3 separate regions of the Sus scrofa genome follow, and regions 2 and 3 are each linked to region 1. A link is a contact called in public Hi-C and promoter capture Hi-C data. All regions are on one chromosome and are shown on one strand. Each heading gives the region's core, a stretch centred on a gene start, on an enhancer-like site or on the middle of the called end of the contact. The rest is flanking DNA. Distances are from core to core; before and after follow the strand shown. Region 1 holds the start of GADD45A (growth arrest and DNA-damage-inducible, alpha). Region 2 holds the start of SERBP1 (plasminogen activator inhibitor 1 RNA-binding protein). Region 3 overlaps LOC110261213 (a long non-coding RNA gene).

Evidence for each region. Promoter capture Hi-C pulls out the DNA fragments that hold promoters and counts their contacts. Hi-C and Micro-C count contacts between places; a contact is called where the count stands out from the background.
Region 2: a contact with region 1 is called in a promoter capture Hi-C map of fetal liver, with 2.3 times the contacts expected there. The contact joins the promoter of SERBP1 here to the promoter of GADD45A in region 1. A contact is called at or near these places in 1 of 5 promoter capture datasets (fetal liver), 2 of 47 Hi-C or Micro-C datasets (embryonic fibroblasts and heart right ventricle) and 1 of 2 datasets of contacts at active chromatin or transcription factors (alveolar macrophages).
Region 3: a contact with region 1 is called in a Hi-C map of subcutaneous adipose tissue, with 2.2 times the contacts expected there. The contact joins the enhancer-like site here to the promoter of GADD45A in region 1. A contact is called at or near these places in 1 of 5 promoter capture datasets (liver), 14 of 47 Hi-C or Micro-C datasets (adipocytes, blood, embryonic fibroblasts and 8 more) and 1 of 2 datasets of contacts at active chromatin or transcription factors (skeletal muscle).

What each region holds. Positions count from the first base shown.
Region 1 is chr6:144,942,453-144,945,777 of Sscrofa11.1, forward strand. It overlaps GADD45A (growth arrest and DNA-damage-inducible, alpha), which reads right to left and starts at 1,637. Exons shown (of 4, transcript NM_001044599.1): 1 at 1,305-1,637; 2 at 678-779; 3 at 200-437. The coding sequence starts at 1,348.
Region 2 is chr6:145,184,768-145,188,092 of Sscrofa11.1, forward strand. SERBP1 (plasminogen activator inhibitor 1 RNA-binding protein) reads left to right here and starts at 1,784. Exons shown (of 8, transcript XM_003127935.4): 1 at 1,784-2,378. The coding sequence starts at 2,066.
Region 3 is chr6:145,079,026-145,082,350 of Sscrofa11.1, forward strand. All of the region lies in intron 1 of LOC110261213 (a long non-coding RNA gene), which reads right to left. Among named protein-coding and RNA genes, the nearest start is that of SERBP1, 110 kb to the right of the region's middle. Within about 2 kb of position 1,471, at least 21 of the 83 cell types and tissues checked have an H3K27ac peak or open chromatin away from gene starts, as enhancers often do. A contact at or near this core is called in retroperitoneal adipose tissue and subcutaneous adipose tissue, where this site is marked.

The DNA.
Region 1 (3,325 bases), core at 387-2,886:
ATGTTCTGTACCAGAGAAAATCCCGATGATGAAACTAGCACATCTCGGCTGAAAGTCCAGCCACACTCTATAACAGGGCAAAGGCGCCTCGTTCTTGACCGCCACCCATTCCAGATCTGCAATCAGGCGACTCTTAGCCCATCTGGACTTCCTGCCAGGACTCTAACCCCGACCTGGCTGCAGTCCCCTTCTCCCTTACCGTCACCAGCACGCAGTGCAGGTCCGGGGGCTGCTCTGCGCCCTCGCTCGCGGTGGGGCCCGCGTCCGTCTCCAGGAGCAGGAGCTCGGCCAGCCGGCCGGGGTTGCTGACTCGTAGGATGTCGATGTCGTTCTCACAGCAAAACGCTTGGATCAGGGTGAAGTGGATCTGCAGAGCCACGTCCCTGTCGTCGTCCTCGTCCGCCGCCAGCAGGCACAGCACCACGTTATCCGGGTCGCTGCGAGCAGGGACCCGGCCGGTGAGCCCAAAGGCACGACCCGCTGCGTGGGAGCCCGCACCCCCCGCCCGGGTCGAGGGGGATCGCGCCCTGGCCCGCTCGCTGCCCCTCGGACAGACACGGGGCAGGTGGAAAGTGGCAGGAAGGAGCGCTGCAGGGTGAGGGGCGCCCCGCGAAGGCGACCTCCCGGGGCTGAGGCGGGAAGGAGTACCACGAGAGACACCCCAGGGCCACACTTACACGTTAAGCAGCTTGGCCGCCTCGTACACCCCGACGGTGATTGTGCGCTGACTCAGGGCTTTGCTGAGCACTTCTTCGAGGGCATCCCCCACCTTATCCATCCTACGAGCAGGCAGAGCGAAGAGGGTCCTGTCAGCCCGGGGCCACGCCTGGCCGTTACCGCCCCCTCGCCCTGCACCCTCCCTCCCGAGTGCAAGGGCCATCGCGCACTCGGCCTTGTGCAAAACCCGGCGCTCTCCCGGCTGTCATCCTCCCATGACCCCTCCTACGTCCAGAGTCCTGTGAGAAACCCCGTGAGTGGCACCCGCCACCCTCTCCTGAGGGCAGTGCCAGTCGTTGGCGCTGGGCTCAGCCACAGGCTGCCGGCCTCAGGAGCCACAAGGGCAGGGATGGTCACTTCTGCCCTTTGCAAAAGCTTAAAGGGGTTCGACCGGCGTGGAAGGGGGGGCACGCTCTTTACGTCCACGCGCGCCTCTGGAGTGTTCCCAGGGAAGAAAGGCGGGAGAGAAGGTGCCCTCGGCAAACTTTTAACCTCTGGCCCCCCGAAAACCGTGCACAGCCCAGCAGCGCTAAGGTGCATGCAGTGGACGACGAGCAGAGCTCAGGCAGAGGCGCCGGCCCACTTACCTTTCAGTCTTCTGCTCTCCAGCCGAGAATTCCTCCAAAGTCATATTGCAACTGCAAGTCCCCTACTGAGAGAGAGCGGCGTGCGGGTTGCTCCTGCCACCGCGAGCGCGCGGGCGCCTGTTCTCTGCGCTCCCTCGTAGGCTACTCCAGCGCCCGCTGCCGCCGCGCCGTCCGCCCCTCCCGCCCCACTCGATCGCTCGCTGGCCTCCTTAGGGCTCGCGGGCCCCCGCCTCGCCTCGGGCCACGACACCGACACGGCAGCTGCCTCACAGCCACTGAAGGACAAAGGCCCCGCTCGCCAGAGTTATCCTGCCAACTCCCAGCCAACCAGCACCCGCTTTATTTGCATACGCGCAGCTATTGGGCTATGCAAATCAGCCTGTTCCAACAATTTGACCCCAGCTGCTGAAACAAGGCTGTGAGGAGCGGAAGGGGGAGGAGCCACGTGAAAGGCGAGCCTAAGGGGCGGGGCTGGGCCGGGGCAGGGAAGGGGGGGCGGGGTCCCGAGCGGACTGTCTTAGCCTGAAGGCGGGGCGGATGGGAGAGGCGGTGTTTGCGGTGGTTGCGGGGGTGGGGGGGGTGTCTTCAGCTTGGGCTGGAGTAAGCTGCCAAATGTTTTTCTAGTTGGTGCACATTTTTTTTCTTTATTGTCGTTTCATGTCTTTTGTGTTTGGGGGCTGCTATTAAGATCTATTTTCAGGGTTAATGCGTCCAGGTCTAGTAATTCTTAATAAGCAGGTTACATAAAAAGTGTCCAGACCTCTGGGGCAAAGTTTACCTCAGAAGTGTTGTTTATTTAAGTTTCGGCAAAGCTGCTTATTAGTAGTAGTATTATTTCGGTGCCCTGATGGCTGGTTTGATTTATTTTTGGAAGGTTGCAAGGGTTGGAAGCTCAAAAAAGAAAAATCAACACATTTGTGTCTGGTGGTGGCAGGGAACCAAGCTGGAATCCTTTCCACACAAAGCGGAACGGCGTCCCACCTGCCCGGGGTAACTCTGGAAAACCATGTTGAGGAGGAGCTGGTTACCACATGTGTGTATCCTAGCCTTACAGCCCCAGTTCACCTTTCTCAGACAGCCTTTCCCAAAGGAGGATCCTTCTGCAGGACACCAGTTAAGACACAAATGTCTGACACCCACACAAGCAGTGTGTCTAAATTCAAGATGCTTTCAATATGCCCTCAGCTTCCTTGCATAAAGCAAGTATGTCACTACCTTCCACAGGGAGCCTATGATCTCACTGTGAATTGTTGATGTTAGAGACTGAATCATGAAGCTGCAGTTATAGGACTTTTCAGTCATATGCTAAAATTTCACCTTTGAGGTAATGGCAACTTGTGGGTGGAAAGAAAGCAGTAGTTATACATTTTTTAAAAGCCAGCTCGAATGTATAGATTTTCACTGAATAGGTTGAAAGTTCTGTCCTTTGTTTTACGAGTTTATGCAATAAATTCAAAAATAAGTGTTAAACCTACTGAAGTCACCAAAAGTGGTAAAAATGCTCACTTGCATTCAAAACGATGCTTGCATCCGACAAAGATCACAGAAGTAATTTTTTGCTAAGCTACATGAGTTTTTGCACCCGTATGTTTGCATCATTCTAGACAAAATATTCTCCAGCTCTCTTGATCTTAATTTAGTGGAAAAGAAAAGTGATCGGTCAGTTTTCTGGCTCATTTATTTGAGCTGCCATTTTGCACTTAATCCCTAACTGCGTTGTCAGCAAGGGACAATGTTTGAGTAAAGGAATGGTGCCGGCCAATGCATAATTTACCCAGGAGTGTAAGGTATGTTTCATATCTATATCTTAGATTCTAATATACAGTATCTTTGTTAAAGAATTCCTTTAAGCTGATGTGTATGTAGGTGCTGAAGTACATTCAGTTTTGCAAACAAACCTGAATTATGCAACCTGGCCTGAGTCGTCATTCGGAGATTGTTGAACTGTGTTCTGTGGAACTCCCAAGTTTCTATCCACCAGGCCTTTCTTAGAGGCTTTTGGAAGAAAGTGTGATCACAGC
Region 2 (3,325 bases), core at 534-3,033, 240 kb after region 1:
TAATCATAAAAGTCTGTTTGAGGAAACCAGAGACCTGTACATAGGATAAAAACTAAGGATAGGCCTCCCCTCTCCCCAGACTGTGGGAGTGGGTAAGTTACTTAGCCTCTTTGCGCTTCATTATCCTCACCTTAAAAAGGCAGTAATAATACCTTTCTCATAGTTGGTGTGAGGATTAAATGAGATCACACAGGTAAAGTGCACCAAGAGTATAGTAAAATATCAAGTTTTAGCTCTTAATGTTGTTGTGGTAGTGGCCAAAAAGGGGTAAAAAGAGGAGCTGTAGCAGATGCCTCAAAGATGCAGATACTAACAACAGCCCCTGGTAAAGAGAAAGGGTTAAAGCACTACAATCTTCCAAATTGCACCTGAACTATTTTCAAAGAGGCATGATGAATATGGTCAAAAACTCCTTGTCCTTTTTCTTGGAAGGAGCCAGGGTCTCTGTGTGAGATGGAGGTGTGTGCCACAGGGAGGTGTGTGCGAGGCAAAAGAGAAATAGGTGACTTTGAGGAATGGGGGCTGGATTTGGAAATTAGAAAACCACTAGGCTTGCTGCCACAGGACTGTAATATGACTCTTTTATTTCCCATGTTAAGGAATTGACTTGAATTCCTCTCAGAAATCGATAAGATTGCATTTGGCCATGTTACATACCCTGCTTGACAAGCAACAATATTTAGATTTTATCAAATATTGGAAATGAACTGATAATTGACTGGCTTCTATCAAAAGGTAGCATTTGGATTAAAAAGGATGTCAAGCGTCTCAGAGTGGAATTAGAAGACTGGGTTAACTCCTGGCACTAGCATTTACAGAAGTGTAAACTTGGTAAATCTTTTCACCTCTGAAATGGTTTTAATTTGTGAAAAGGGAAACCTACCTAACAGGTTGTTGACATTAAGGTCATTCATAGCCTCTGAACATAGAGATGCATTTTTTTCCCCTATATTTTGCGTTACTGGAAAAAGGTTTAAAAATTATGACAACACATTTAAACTTAGTGTTACCAAATATGCTTGAATATGCATCGACACTCTATGATCTCAAAGGACTTTAATATTTTCAACTAATAATGACAGTCAATTCGCTGACATTTTCCTCCCCTCAATGCACTTTTTAGCACACCACACATTCATTCGGTTGCTCTAAAATGTTACTTCTTTGGCACATTTTACAAACACCCAATCTGTACCTTTCCGGACACTAACGGACAATCAGATTGACTCTAGAAAGTGTTTCTTCTATAAGCAACGCCTTTTCGAGGTTTGCCCAGGGTCTGGCTAGCGCCGCACTGTCGGGAGTTAACAGCAAATAAAGCACCGGTCGCAAGCGCGCAACACTCACATATAATACTTCAACTTGTCTTTTAGGTTAATTCTGCTGCTCGAGTTCAAGTCCCCGCGAGAGGAAGCGTATTCCGCTTCACATTAAGCAGAAGAGTCTCGATTCATTAATGGGGCTGCAGGAGGGAGACGCCAGCAACTGAGTAGCTGGGGCACTTGGAAGAGAGCGGCACCTCTGCAACCCCTCGAAGTTTGTTTCCATTTATAAGACTGGTAGCCACCTTGACCCTCCTAGAGAGGTGGGGAAAGTTAGCCCTGGACCGGAGGCGGGAAGTAAAACCGAAGACTGAGAACTTTCGCGAGGAAAACACGCCTTCACGTTTTCCTGTTTTCAGCGCAGCTCAAGACCCAGAGAGTTTAAGGGTGGTGAGAGCAGGTGGCAGAACTCCGCCCACCACCGCGCTTCTCCTCCCTCAGCTTGCACGCTCCACTCCCTCGGTGAGGTCCCGCCTCTGAGGCGCGCGCGAAGAGTTGTCGCGCCGTGAACTCTGGGAATCGTAGTGCTGGCTCTGGGAATCGCCACGGGAAAAGCGACTCTTGCCTACATACCCCGTGGTGCCTTGCGGCGCTGGCCGCTACCGGATGTGTGCCTGGCGCCGGAAGAGAAGACGGCCCCCCTCTCGCAGCCCGGCCATCTTGTGGGAAGAGCTGAAGCAGGCGCTCTTGGCTCGGCGCGGCCCGCTGCAATCCGTGGAGGAACGCGCCGCCGAGCCACCATCATGCCTGGGCACTTACAGGAAGGCTTCGGCTGCGTGGTCACCAACCGATTCGACCAGTTATTTGACGACGAATCGGACCCCTTCGAGGTGTTGAAGGCAGCAGAGAACAAGAAAAAAGAAGCCGGCGGGGGCGGCGTTGGGGGCCCTGGGGCCAAGAGCGCAGCTCAGGCCGCAGCGCAGACCAACTCCAACGCGGCGGGCAAACAGCTGCGTAAAGAATCCCAGAAAGACCGCAAGAACCCGCTGCCCCCCAACGTTGGCGTGGTTGACAAGAAGGAGGAGACGCAGCCGCCTGTGGCGCTTAAGAAAGAAGGTAAAGCTGTGGTGGAAGCCACGGAGACCCGGGATGGAGGGAAGGACTGAGGGGACTTGTAGCTACCACTTGCTTCTGGGGTCCGAGGGTCCACGGGAGGCTTTGCCGCCGATTTTCTCGCGTTTCCCCCACACGACAAAGCCAGGTCTTCCGAAGGTGCTGGGAGCGTGGTAGCCCCAAGTTCAAACCGCCGCCTGCAAGGATCCTGGAGCCACCCCCTTCCCGCCTCAGCCTCTGAGCGGAGGAGCGTGGTCCGGAGACGAGCTGCTGCTCGAGCGTGCTCGGGATCCTGAGAGGCTCTTGTCTTCCCGCCGGATTCCTGGGCGGGCGGGCAGGCGCATGGACCGGGGCTCGGGGAAGGGAGCTGCTTCCACGGGCATTTGTAGTTAGCGGGGCAGCAGGGACTCGGCGGCTTCTTCCTGTCGGAGCTCTCCTGCAGCCTGCTGCTTCGAGGTGCGATTGTCTCTCTTAGGCTCCTGTCCTGCCATCTTGTCCCAGGATGGCGCGAGGTACCCTGAGCAAAGCCGGGGGTCGGAGTTTCCACCAAAGCTACCCATCCTCTCGAGCCTATCGGATATCGTGGAGAAAGCTGCCTTTCTTTGTAGGTGCCGCATGTGGCTTTATTTTTCCCTCTTCGTCCCTTTAATCGTTACAAACTTAATAACTGGCTGGAAGGAGTTAAGCTGTTGGGAGGGAGAGAAATTTGGCCACTCCGGGTTGAACAGGAGCGGGAATTCCCACTGACGACCGGTGATAGCACCTGAGGCTCGTCCTGGGATTATGATCCTTTCCCCCCCGTAGGACCCCTTCCCGCAGGCGCTGTTTCATGTGGTGTGTGGCCTGGCCTGGGCCTCGTGGTGAAAGAAACGCGGAGACTGTCACAGCGTTGGCCGCCGCGGAGCCGTTTTGAGTCTGTACCTTTTCTCCCCATGTGCGTGAAGCGTGGT
Region 3 (3,325 bases), core at 221-2,720, 140 kb after region 1:
TTTTCATTTAATCTCGTCTCCTTAGAGTTGATTATCTCAGGGCTGAATTGAGGAAAGGTTGAGATAGTTAGTCATTGATTCATCAAGCATGTACTGAATGCCTAACCTGGGCCAAAGCCTGGGTGCGAGAGGAATGAAAATCAGCAAGACAAGATCCCTGTACTCCAGCAGCTTCTTTGTCAGGAAGGCAATGCAGGAATTCCCAATCCTGGATGAAACCCTTGATTTCCTGGGGAGCTTTTAAAAAAATATTGATGTCTGGGCCTCACCTCCAGTGGTTCTGATTTAATGACGCTAAGCTGGGACCCCAGACTTTGTTGTTGTTGTTGTTTAAATAGTAAACTTATTTTAGAAGGTATAGATTTACAGAATTATGACGAATGTAATAGAGAGCATTCCTATGAATGCCATGCCTCGTTTCCCCTGCTATTAACATCTTACATCAGTATGGGACATTTGTCACAATTAATAAACCAATATTAATGCACTATTATTAACCAAAGTCCACACTTTATTTCAATTTCCTCGGCTTTCCCCTAAGGTCCTTTTCCTGTCCCAGAAACTTACCCAGGTCACCTCATTACACTTAGTCATCACGTCTTCCGAGGCTACGTTTCAGTGACAGTTTCTTGGCTTTGGTTTCATCTTCTTTTGTTTAACTCTTCAGAGTCTATTATGCAGCCAGGGTTGAGAACTTCTGGCCTGGGATCAAAAGCATGGAACTTCTAGAGGGGAGCTGTCTAGGTTCAACTTCTGGCTGGGCTACTTAACAGCTAGGAGAACTTGGGGTGAGAAGCAATCCCACAGAGCCCCCATTTTCTGACGTGTAAAATGGGAATACAAATAGTAGCTTACCCCATAAGTTGTGAAGGTCAAATGAGGCCAGTGTTTCTCAACTTTCTTACATCATAGCGCCCAGAGAAAAAAAATACAGTATTCATATTGTGTCCTGGCACAACACACACGTTATTGTGGCATAAATGGGTGAATCTGCTCACAGCCAGGGGTAAGGGGATCGAAGGTTGAGCCACCTATCACTCTTCTATGCTGGGTTAGGAAGTTCTGGGCTGACACCCACAGAAGCACTTAGACCCCACCTCGGCCCATGTGAGCCATCCATTAACATTTTCCAGAAATGTGGAAGCAACAGACCTGCAAAGAGCAAGGAGCAGCGCGGACTGGGGCAGTAACAGTGAAAGTAAGGGCAGTACTTCCAAGCTCATTTGTAAGGACCTGCTGCCTTTCCAAAGCAAATGAGTGTTGTCTCTGGAGCAGAAGGGAACTGCTCTCGCTTCCTAAAGGACTCTGGGTGACCAGCTATGGACAAACCCTAGGGCACCTCCTTACACTGTGAGGAAGAAGAGCAACCATGCTGCTGGCACGCGCAAGACAGAAAGCCTGGCAAATTAAGTGGTGGCACTTGGAAACTGAAGACAAAAGATTTCATGTCAAGAGCCTCCTTGTTCCTTCTGCTGGCTACTTCCTCTCTGGCGCCACCCTCTGGTGTCAGCTAGGTCAAGCAGAACTTCCAAAGCTGGTAAGTTGTTTTGTTTTTTAATGGAGTGCTTTTTTTTCTCTCACTTTTTAGGGCCACACCCACATCATATAGAAGATCCCAGGCTAGGGGTCAAATCGGAGCTAGAGCTGCCAGACTAAACCACAGTCACAGCAACGTGAGATCCTTAACCCACTGAGCAAGGCCAGGGATCGAACCCCGTATCCTCATGGATATCAGTCGTGTTCGATTCCACTGAGCCACAATGGAAACTCTGAGTTTTTTCCCTTATTACAAAACCTAAGACTTGAGAATACCAAATAAAATCAATTTCTAGGGGAAAAAAATAAAAACTCTCAATAGGAAAAAAGTTATAACACTGTCCGGGCCATTGCAGAACCCAGAGGATATATTCAAAAATTGAAAAATTGAGACGTTCCCGTCATGGCTCAGTGGAAACAAATCCGACTAGTGAACCATGAGATTGCAGATTTGATCCCTGGCCTTGCTCAGTGGGTTGAGGATCCGGCGTTGCCCTGAGCTGTGGTGTAGGTCGCAGAAGTGGCTCGGATCCCGCATTGCTGTGGTCCTGGCATAGGCCAGGGCAACAGCTCCGATTAGACCCCTAGCCTGGGAACTTCCATATGCCACGGGTGTGGCCCTAAAAGGACAAAATATTTAAAAATTTTTTTTGAAAAATTCTAGGGGCTTGATGATTTCCTTTTGACACAAAATGACCTAATACATTTGCAATTTGTGGTTCTTGGTATTGAGGTTCATAGGAAGCTAGAAAGTCTTCAAGCCTTGAGCTGAATTCCATGAGGAGTTATCTGGCTTTTGAATCAGTTTTTCTTTATCTAAGAGGTGACAGCAGCAACAGCACCCACCTTCCAACAGCTTCTTTCTGGACATGGTGAGCCTGCAGAACCACCAGAGTTTCACCCACCTGGGAGCCAAGAGACTCGGAGACCACTGCATGCGTGGCAGCTGGGAGTCGCCCAGCCACATCCCCTGCATCTTTCCAGCCAGCTTTGAATGCAATGTTTGGATGAGTGGGATCAAAGATTCTCTCAGCATCTGCTCCTGTTTCTGGGCAAGAACTGCAGCCAGCACGGAGGAAATGGGAGCTCCAGGCCCGCTCATGGACCGAAGGCTCTGCTGCCCAAAGAGGCTGGATCACAGGATGAGGGCTGTGCCCACTGGAGGCATATTTGTACGGGGCAAAGACATTAATCATCCAGCCGAGCGTTGTTACCTCAAAGTTGATCTTGGGATCAACCTCTGGGTTCAAATATCCCAGTTCATCTTCAGTAACAGAAAATCTTTCATTTATTTTTTCTTATTTGATAGGCGTGTATTTCTTGAGGCTGAAGAAATTAGAGATGTGAAAGATTGTGAACTTTAGATGGTTATCTCTGCAATTTGCCCACAAATGTGTCAGCACCATCCCTAAAGGGCAGTGCCTGCACATCTGAGACCCAAAGAGATTTATGGATGATCTCGAAATGTTAATAAATGCTGATGCGTGGAAAAGACGTCTCACCACTATAAAGCATTTCTGTGTTCCTCATCTTATAGTGAAGTGTGTCCGTGGCAAAAGTTTCATAGTTGGCAGAGCAGGGTTCACATTTTAGCCCAGCTGTGTGATCTTGGGTAAGGTGCTTAATCTCCCTGAGCCTCCATTTCCTCATTTATAAAATCAGGATTTTAAAATGCCACCCTTGGCGTTCCCATCGGGCTCAGTGGAAACGCATCTGACTAGGATCCATGAGGACGCAGGTTCGATCCCTGGCCTTGCTCAGTAGGTTAAGGAGCCGGTATTCCATGAGC